Regions from separate parts of the Xenopus tropicalis genome. Here region 1 is linked to region 2. Evidence: chromatin contacts called from public Hi-C data. All regions are on one chromosome and are shown on one strand. Each heading gives the region's core, a stretch centred on a gene start, on an enhancer-like site or on the middle of the called end of the contact. The rest is flanking DNA. Distances are from core to core; before and after follow the strand shown.

Evidence for each region. Hi-C and Micro-C count contacts between places; a contact is called where the count stands out from the background.
Region 1: a contact with region 2 is called in a Hi-C map of brain, with 2.7 times the contacts expected there. The contact joins two enhancer-like sites. A contact is called at or near these places in 2 of 5 Hi-C or Micro-C datasets (brain and neurula embryo).

The regions. Positions count from the first base shown.
Region 1 is chr8:26,090,776-26,095,261 of UCB_Xtro_10.0, reverse strand. It overlaps kdm5c (lysine demethylase 5C), which reads left to right. Exons shown (of 28, transcript NM_001079251.1): 23 at 518-658; 24 at 767-1,291; 25 at 2,724-2,778; 26 at 2,859-3,061; 27 at 3,780-4,001. Among named protein-coding and RNA genes, the nearest start is that of kdm5c, 20 kb to the left of the region's middle. Within about 2 kb of position 3,146, at least 1 of the 11 cell types and tissues checked has an H3K27ac peak or open chromatin away from gene starts, as enhancers often do.
Region 2 is chr8:25,774,199-25,778,594 of UCB_Xtro_10.0, reverse strand. No RefSeq gene overlaps it. Among named protein-coding and RNA genes, the nearest start is that of urm1, 10 kb to the left of the region's middle. Within about 2 kb of position 2,929, at least 5 of the 11 cell types and tissues checked have an H3K27ac peak or open chromatin away from gene starts, as enhancers often do.

The sequences.
Region 1 (4,486 bases), core at 1,897-4,396, 320 kb before region 2:
TACAGAATCGCCAATTTGGAGCAACCTTTAAATAGTTCTTCATTGTTTGTTAGAGTTTTTTTTTTTATTATTTGCCTTCTTTTGACTCTTTCCAAGTTTCAGATGGGTTGTCACCGACCCCAACAGCCTCTACAATCTTGTTGTTAATGTTAATTCTACTCCAGTCCTATCCTATGAGAGACTATATGTAGTCTTGTTTAAACCACTCCCAGGTTTATATGGTAATTGAAACCCTAGCAACCAGATAACTGCTGAAATTCCAAATTGGAGAATTGCTAAACAAAAGTGAAAAACACAAACCACACACAAGCACAAATAGTGAAAAAAAGACTAAAATTGCAGATTGTCTAGGAATATTACTCTCTATATCATGCTAAAAGTTAACTCCAAGGAGAACAACCCCTTTAATATGTTACTATTTATCATTAGGTGCTGAATTTAGTTAGGTAGCCACAGAGATCCATCACCTATAATGGCACTGTGTTATGGGGATCATCACATTGGTTCTGTTCTGTAGGTGCTGTGCCCAAGTGCAGATGTTTGCTCAGACACTGGAAAGCGGTCTCGGTGGAAGAAAGAGAAGGAGCAGGGCTTGTACAGGTCAGACATTGAGAGCCTTGGGCTGTCTGCACAGGACCTGCGGGACCCTGGTTGTATAGTGAGTACTTTATTTGTGATTTACCATTATGGCCACTGTGACTTGATAATTTACACACAGACATCCCTAAAGGTGCACATTAACTCAGCCATCTTTGTTTCCTTCCAGGTGCTGGCATTTAAGGAAGGAGAGCAAAAAGAGAAGGCTGGAATCCTTAGGTTACGCGCCATGAATTCTTCCCTGGAAAGAGGCTGTGTATGTGTTTGTGGGGAGCCGCCAGACGAGCTCATGCTCAGATGTGAGCTGTGTCAAGACTTATTCCATGGGCTGTGTGTGCCCAGCCCCCGGCTCTCAAATCACCGTGGTGCACACACTATGCCATCTCTTATTTGGTGGGAATGGGACAGCCGTTTCTTGTGCTCACTGTGTGTGCGCTCGCGGAGGCCTCGGCTGCAGACCATTCTCTCTCTGTTGGTCGCCCTCCAGAAACTGCCAGTGCGACTGCCAGAGGGCGAGGCTTTACAGTGTTTAACAGAGCGAGCCATGAGCTGGCAGGATCGCGCTCGCAGGGTGCTAGCCACGCCGGAAATTTCTTCTGCCGCAACAGCACTTGCAGAGCGCAGGCAAAAAATGCAGCAGCATTGTAAAGATCCCCAGGCACTGAGAGAGACAACCCGGAATGAACAGAACCCAGTAAGTCGTGGGGGGTTTTGCTGGGTAGGGAAGCAAATAACACACTGGGATTTATCAATAGACATCACCTGATAGCCACAATGTTGCTAGAGTTGGTGTATAGTTAGTTAGGTGAGTAATACAGACAGGTGCTCCCTATGTGCTACATGGTTTGCCAGAAAGATATCTATTGAGGCACTATTGTGAGGCACTATTGATGGTGATCGTTTCTCAGTGGCTACCACACCGTACGGTTGACCGGTTGGTGTTTACACCAGTGTGTGGCAATTGTTGATCTGCAAGTGCAGTTTGGGTGCATCTACCAGTCAATGTTGATTAGAGGCTTGGCCATAATCCTCCCAAACTGACTCAAACTAAAATGACTGGTCGGACCCAAGAACCTGGTGGCCATACACTGGTTAACCCTCGGTCATGCCAAACAGGTTATTATATGGCTGGCTAGATACAAGGATGCTAGCATCCTCTGCATACCTCTGCCAGTGCTCCATGACCCAGCATAGTTCAGTGCCCCCTCCCTAAATTTAGCTAACTTTCCCAAGTGGTCAAGTCAAAAATCTGTTCAATCAAATCTGAGCAGAACATGTATGGCTATCCTAAGCCTGGGAGACCAACAAATTAGAGGTAGGGAGGGTGTCATTATAGAGGCCCTGTTTGCTCATTGTACCTACTTGAACATGGTCCTGCGGTTTGGGATCCTTACACTAACACTGCTGGTTGTGTGGGTGACATGAACAATCACAGATCATGCCCACGTCCAGCTATGTGGATCATAAGAGTATTTTGGGCGAGAAATGCCTGCTTTTGTGTTTTCAGGCTGATTTATGCTTCCACTCCATGTAGCTGGATGTGGGCAGAATCTGTGATTGTTAATGCAGCTAAAAGGAGCTGCCTATTGGAGCTGATGCATGTCACATGACCGGGGCCTAATATTATCTTTTCCCTCTGTTAGGGTAAGAACCCACGGAGCGAGTAACTGACCCAAAAAGGCTTACCACCGGCAACAATAGAAGTCGCTGGTGGAAAGCCTTTCCCATCACTTATATTTCCAAAGTTGCCTGCTGGGGGGTTCTTACCCTTGGGCTCAGTAAAGATAGCTAGATTTCCAATGCACAGATTGGAAATATATTGGACTTCTGCCAAAACAAAACATGGGGTTGGTTTTTTTTTTTTTTGGTTTTTTTACAGAGCGCATATCTAGTTAAACTGACTTTAAAAGAAAAACATTTATAGCATAAGTTCTATTTATTCTGCTTATGTTGATTAAAGTTGTTGGGTTCACTCCCTGAAGCGGCTGTGCTGGCAGATACATTAGATAGCTTCAAGGAATGGCCGGGAGTTTTTATAGCAAGTGTTTATTTCCATCTTTTGTCCCCTCCTCTCTGCTCGGCACTGTGGTTGCTCTAATCTAAACCGTTGATCTTATTTTTGTCAGGTCCCACAAGAGAATGGTGACTGTCACACTGAGAATGGCACTTGCGCGATGCCAGGTAAGTGTATACACCTTTGCCATGTGTATATCCGTGTTGGCTTCCTGTGTGTTGCTCATATTCTTGTGCCCACCCCTCAGATCTAGATGCCATGGCTGCCCTGCTCCCTCGTTTAGAAAAGACAGCGATTCTGGAGTTGTCGCTAGGCTCTCGAGCGCTACTGGAAGACTTGATGTTGGAGGGGGACCTTCTAGAGGTGTCGCTGGAAGAAGAAGCGAGCATTTGGCGATTGTTACTGGCATCTCAGGTGCCCTGTATAGAGAGACTGCGCACTTTGATAGAGGTAGGCCTTCTCCCGAAAATATCTGCCAGCTTCACTTGCACTTGGGGAAAAACAAGGGAACAACTTGAGGAATGGTACTTCCTGGCTTCCTGTACTGAAGCTATAGTGAAACACAGCTAGACAACATTATGTCCTCAGGGCTTACTGCTTCTCTACTCACTAGCATGTTATAAAAAATATAAATTTAATTTCTGATTCACTAATGCTGTGCCCAAGGCTAAAAGCAGTGAAATAAAAGTGTCATGGATACAAACAGAGGGCAGATATCTACTTCTTTGGAAGGGCGAGTGCATTCACATAAAGGGACCCCCACAAAGAATTCAAAACAGGATTATCCTGGACAAAGCAACTAATCTCCTCCCTGGAGGTGTATTTGTGTTTGGCCGGGGCAGTGTAAAATCTCCCCCTCCTCTGCCTGGGAGGGAAGCCTGAGATTAAAGGGGGGAACTCCAAGCCTGTTAAAGCAGCACACACCTGTAGGGGTATTTGGTTTCTCCGTACAGATGGGCACTCTGAATAGCGGAGAGGGTCTGTAATATAGTCCCACTGTTTGTTTCATGCTGAAGCAGAGCCATCATTGGCCTGGGGCTGTGTTTTGCAAATCAAGCTTGATAAATACTCAGCCAATGGCAAGGCAGAGATATGGATCTATTACCCATCATATTATATAGAAAGGGGAAGGTAAATATCTGCTGTCTTTATTCCATCCCTCTGACAGATTGAAAGGTGTGAGCGTAGGCTGGCTCGGCAAAAAGGCAAAGACCCAGAGAAGAGGAAGAAGAGGAGGAGCGAGCGGGGTGATGGCTACTCTCCCCCCATTCTCCCAAAGGAGGAGCTGGGTCCAAAGAGGTGCCGCAGTGACATCCGAGCGCAGGAGACCCTCTCTGATAAGGAGAGCCCCAGGAAAGGAGGGAGTGAATGCAGCCAGAATGGAGGAGAGGTGAGAACTTTAAAATCTGAGCATAATACACAGCATGACACCCCAGCATTATTAAATATCACCCTAGGTTGCCTTTAAAATGATGCAGCCAGTGGCAATCAATTGCCATATTGTTGCACCAATCATCCATGTGGTGTTTCACTCATTGCCACTTAGGGACATTGGTGCCATTTACTTGGATTATCATAACGGATATACTGGGAATTCCATAGCTGTTTAACCCGTTTAGGCCATGGCTCTCCAGCTGTTGCTGAACTGCAGTTTCTAGCATTTTAATGGTTGCATGGGAATGCTGGGAGTTCAGTGCTAGCTTATCCAGCTTGCAGTGCGAGGGTCACATTACACTATAGCAGGGGTCCCCAACCTTTCATTCCCTGTGTGGACTGGCAGCCTACAGAAGGCTCTATTTGGCATTACACTTGGTTTTTATGCAACCAAAGCATGCCTCCTTATCAGAAATTCAAAAATGAGCACCTGCTTTGAGG
Region 2 (4,396 bases), core at 1,680-4,179:
GGCATGCTGGAGATGCCACAGCCATGATGGCACGTATAAACATATTTGGTTTGAGTGCCCAGGAATCAAAAAATTCTGGGCAAAGGTAATGGAAATTGTGCAAAAAATAACACCTTTCCACAAAAAGGTAAACCTCCCTGCGCTAATTGTACTACACTACGATTCCACCACGAAACAGGTGGTCACAAATCAGCTACTGCTTTTTATGATCCAAGCAGCAAAATCATTAATACCCAGAAAATGGCTCCAAAAAACACCCCCCTCCATAACAGAATGGTACTCCTCTATGGAGGAAATTAAAAAATTCGAAGAAATTAAGGCGATGAGGCAAGGAACATAGGAAAATATGGTCTGCATGGAACAATTCTTAGCCAAGATCCCAGATGCTTAAAAAGCTCATACCGCAAATGACAAACCACAAATACCGAAATCTATGAGGACCACTCTCCCCCTTTTCCCCCCCCTGGTATAAGAACTATCAATACCCCTCCTTGGTTTTTCTTTGTGATTAATCCCAAGGTTCTATCCCTACATATTATGACAAATATTTGATCTCTAACTCTATATTTGATATTTGTTTATTTCTTGTTATACATGTTAATACTTACCGAATGTGATATTGTCTGCAATCCTCAAATGGTTTCTTGTTCCCCCTTCCTTCTTCCTTTCTGTATCCCCTATTTGAAAACCAATAAAGAAAGAATGATATAAAATGGAGTCTATAGGAGACAGGCTTTCCCTAATTTGGATCTCTTTGGATATCGGGTTTCCGGATAACGGATCCCACACCTGTATGTGCATAATAATGTGCATAATCGAAAATTGCCATTTTAAGAATTAAGGGCCGCCTACTGGGATCATAGGATTCACAGTGCATACAAACAAATCAAGGGCACACATACTGTACATGCTAGGTCAGTTCAGCCAATGAATGTGTAGAGTTCTGTCTTTTACTTCCACACTACTTCCTGTTACAGTATGGTGAGATTCTTCAATAGGTCATTTAATATAATAGAAACTATCTGTTGGTTAAGTATTTATTCTGCGGGTATAGTTTTCCTTTAATGTTACAATTGAAGGTCTGTGGGAAAATGACATGGGTTAGCTGAGGAGCCAGAAGCAGCTGAAGCTTTGACTCTCAAAAATTACCCATAAATAAAATATTTATTATGATTTAATTGAGATTTCTATCTGCAAATAATCCAACTCTGTAGCACTACAGCAACCAACACCTGTCGATAGTGGGTGCTGGAAGTTGTAGTTGAGCAACCTCTGGAGGGTTGTCTATTCCTCCTTTAAAAACTCATTAGCTTGGAGCATTGGGTTCATTTGTTAGCATTGGAGCATGTGTAAAGGAGGGGAGTAGAAAGAATAAATTCTGCATAAAGCTCAAGGCGGTCCTGGAACAGCTGTTTGCATCCTGTGCACCGAAAGCTTTTAATAATAAAGCAGACAATGGCGGCTTGAAATGGAGGAGGACTCCCTCTGCAGGGGGGGCACAATGAAGATTGGCCTGTAGTAACTTTGTTTGATCTCCAACCTCTCAGCAGAAGGACCGAGTGGGTCAGCAAAAGTGAGATGCCTTTTTCAGCCACTCAAAGGCATTCATGTGTTAATGGGGTGTCAAGCAGAGATCAGTGAGCTTCTCTGCCTGGGTTAAACTGCAAGGAAGAAGGAAAAAAAGTAGGGGGGGGGAAGGATAAGAAAGAAGGAGCTGAAGCGGTAGAGGCCTTGAATACCATCACAGCCTGCAGGAAATTCTAGGCCTCCCCCATGTGAAGTTGCTTGTGTTCCGGCTGAGGGAGGAGGAGAGGAGGGGGCCCCTGAGCTTTCTTATTCAGGCGACTATTGAAAAGCATTCAACAATGCAGGAGAAAGCTTGAACAATGAACCCCTGCTCGGCCTTCAGTGCTCTGCTCTAAACAGCCATTTAACCTCCCAAAAAAAGGCTGAAAGTGACACTAAAGCTGCAAATGAGCCTTTATCCCTACCTCCTTGTTTCTCGCTAAGCTGGAGGCCATTTGCAATTTGAGGTCCCCTTAGTACTGTCCTCTCCCTGACTCAGGAGCAACACAAAATTACCCACCCCCAACCAACACAAAATAGCCATCCAGTAATTATAGCAACAGGCAGCCTTGTACAGGCCAAAGGAAATGGGAGGCTCTGCTATGAGTGTTTAACAGGTGCCTGATATTGGTAGAGGTTTCTATGTAGATCCCAGGGCCAAATGGAAAAAACAGCGACAGACTTGAAGAATAACAAAATGAGTCTTAAATGACTGTACGCAATAAAATTCAATGAGCAAGTAAGACAGTTGCATTTTTGGGTTCCTGGCAATCCTTACATTTTTATTTGATGGCTAATGCAGGGCAGTGCCATCAGCATCGGTACAATGTCCACCTGGACCACTTATCTCATTGGGTTGCACCACTGTTGCCCATCTATGCTTTATGTGCCAGTTTGCGGTGGGAGTAGTCAGCATTGGCCAGAGGTAAAATATTTACAAACCTAAACCAAACTGAAAGCAGGCAAGGTTCACACATCCCAATACATGATGCTGACACAGCAATGAATACAGATGAATAAACATGAGCAAAGGCTTGCAGCTTGTGAGAAAAAGGAATTAGACTTGTGCGGGTGTAGGTCTAAGAGGGCAGAAATGTGGCTTTATCATTTGTCTGGTGGGAGGCATGATTTGAGAAAGATGGCTTCCTTGCTGACATGGTCTCCTTACAGCGTGGGGAATGGTGATGTGCCCATTGATAACTCCACATAGTGTGTATAATGACAGTGTCCTCATTGACAACTTACTCCACACACAGTTTGAGGAATGATGGTGTCCTGATTGACAACTCCACACAGTGTGTATAATGATGGTGTCCTGGTTGACAACTTCACACACAGTACCTGTATGTATAATGCTATAATAGTGTCCTCATCGCACACAGTGGGTGGAATGATGGTGTCCTCACTGACAACTCCACACAGTATGTATAAAGGTGGTGTCCTCCACACTGTCCAATGGGGCGTATTTATTAACATTGGAGACAAATGTTGCAGATGATGTTGCCCATAGCAACCAATTAGCAATTAGATTTGAACGGTCAGTTCAGAAGCGTAACTATAGAGGAATACACCCCAATGTGTATTATCATGGTGTCCTGATTGACAACTCTGCACACAGTGTGCAGAATAAAAGTGTCATCATGTAATTTTCCCAGCCAGGTGGGATTAAAGGAAAACTATACCCAGTCGCGTAACTAATCATCCCCAGGCCTTGGTGCAGGGCATGCAGCTGCAGATTGCAGATATATGATTTAGAAAGTAACCCTAACATTCCAAATTCCTCAAAGTACAGGGTGCAATCCTGTGTTTTAGGACTCAAATCTAAAACCAGTCACAGATTTACTGCAGTCTGTGTGATTGTGCATATGATGTAATAAAGTCACAATTTTGAGATTAGTGATACTCAGAGTTCCCTGTATAACTCTAACTCTCTTCTAGTATCCTTATCATTTACAGTAGGGGGTATAATACATAAGTAATACTCAGAGTTCCCTGTATAACTCAGCCTGCAGCCTTGTGCCTTTATATGGGCACAGAACCCCTCAGTGACTGCTAATATCCTTATCATTTACAGTAGGGGGTACATTATCCCTTATAATACATGAGTGATACTCAGAGTTCCCTGTATAACTCAGCCTGCAGCCATGTGGCTTTATATGGTCACATAACCCCTCAGTGACTTCTAATATCCTTATATTACAGGGTACATTATCCCATAGTGATACTTAGGGGCAGATTTATCAAAAAACTCTCTGATCGTATAATGATCTGATCGTATAATGGCCGAAAAGTATGATTTTTTTTCGTATCTGGATGATCATAAAATGCAGGAAAACCACGACGCAAACTATGAAAAAGCCGCAGAAAATATGCATAAGTTGTAACCTTTAAAAAAAAAAAAAAAATTTTTTTTGTATTCGGACCAGTCATACTTTGATGAATGTGCCCCATAGAGTTCCCTGTAAAACTCAGCCTTCAGCCTTGTGCCTTTATATGGTCACAGGACCCATCAATGACTTCTAACATCCCTATAATTTACAGTAGGGGGTACATATTTATAATCTTTTCCTGTATTCTCTTAAGCTCCTGTAATTCTGCTGTACCATAATGCTGTTTAATGAGCTGTCGCTCTATAGAGTCAAAGAGGCTAACACCCTGGATGTAAGCCAGCAATTTCCATACTTACATGCTCCGAGCTATGTTCTAACATTGCCTATTGGCCAGATCCCAGGGCTAGCTCTTGCCTTGATTTCACACATTTATCAGTTATTAGAAGCTAACAGCATGCCTGGCAACTCCTAGCTAATTGACTGCTCTGGCTCTATGTACT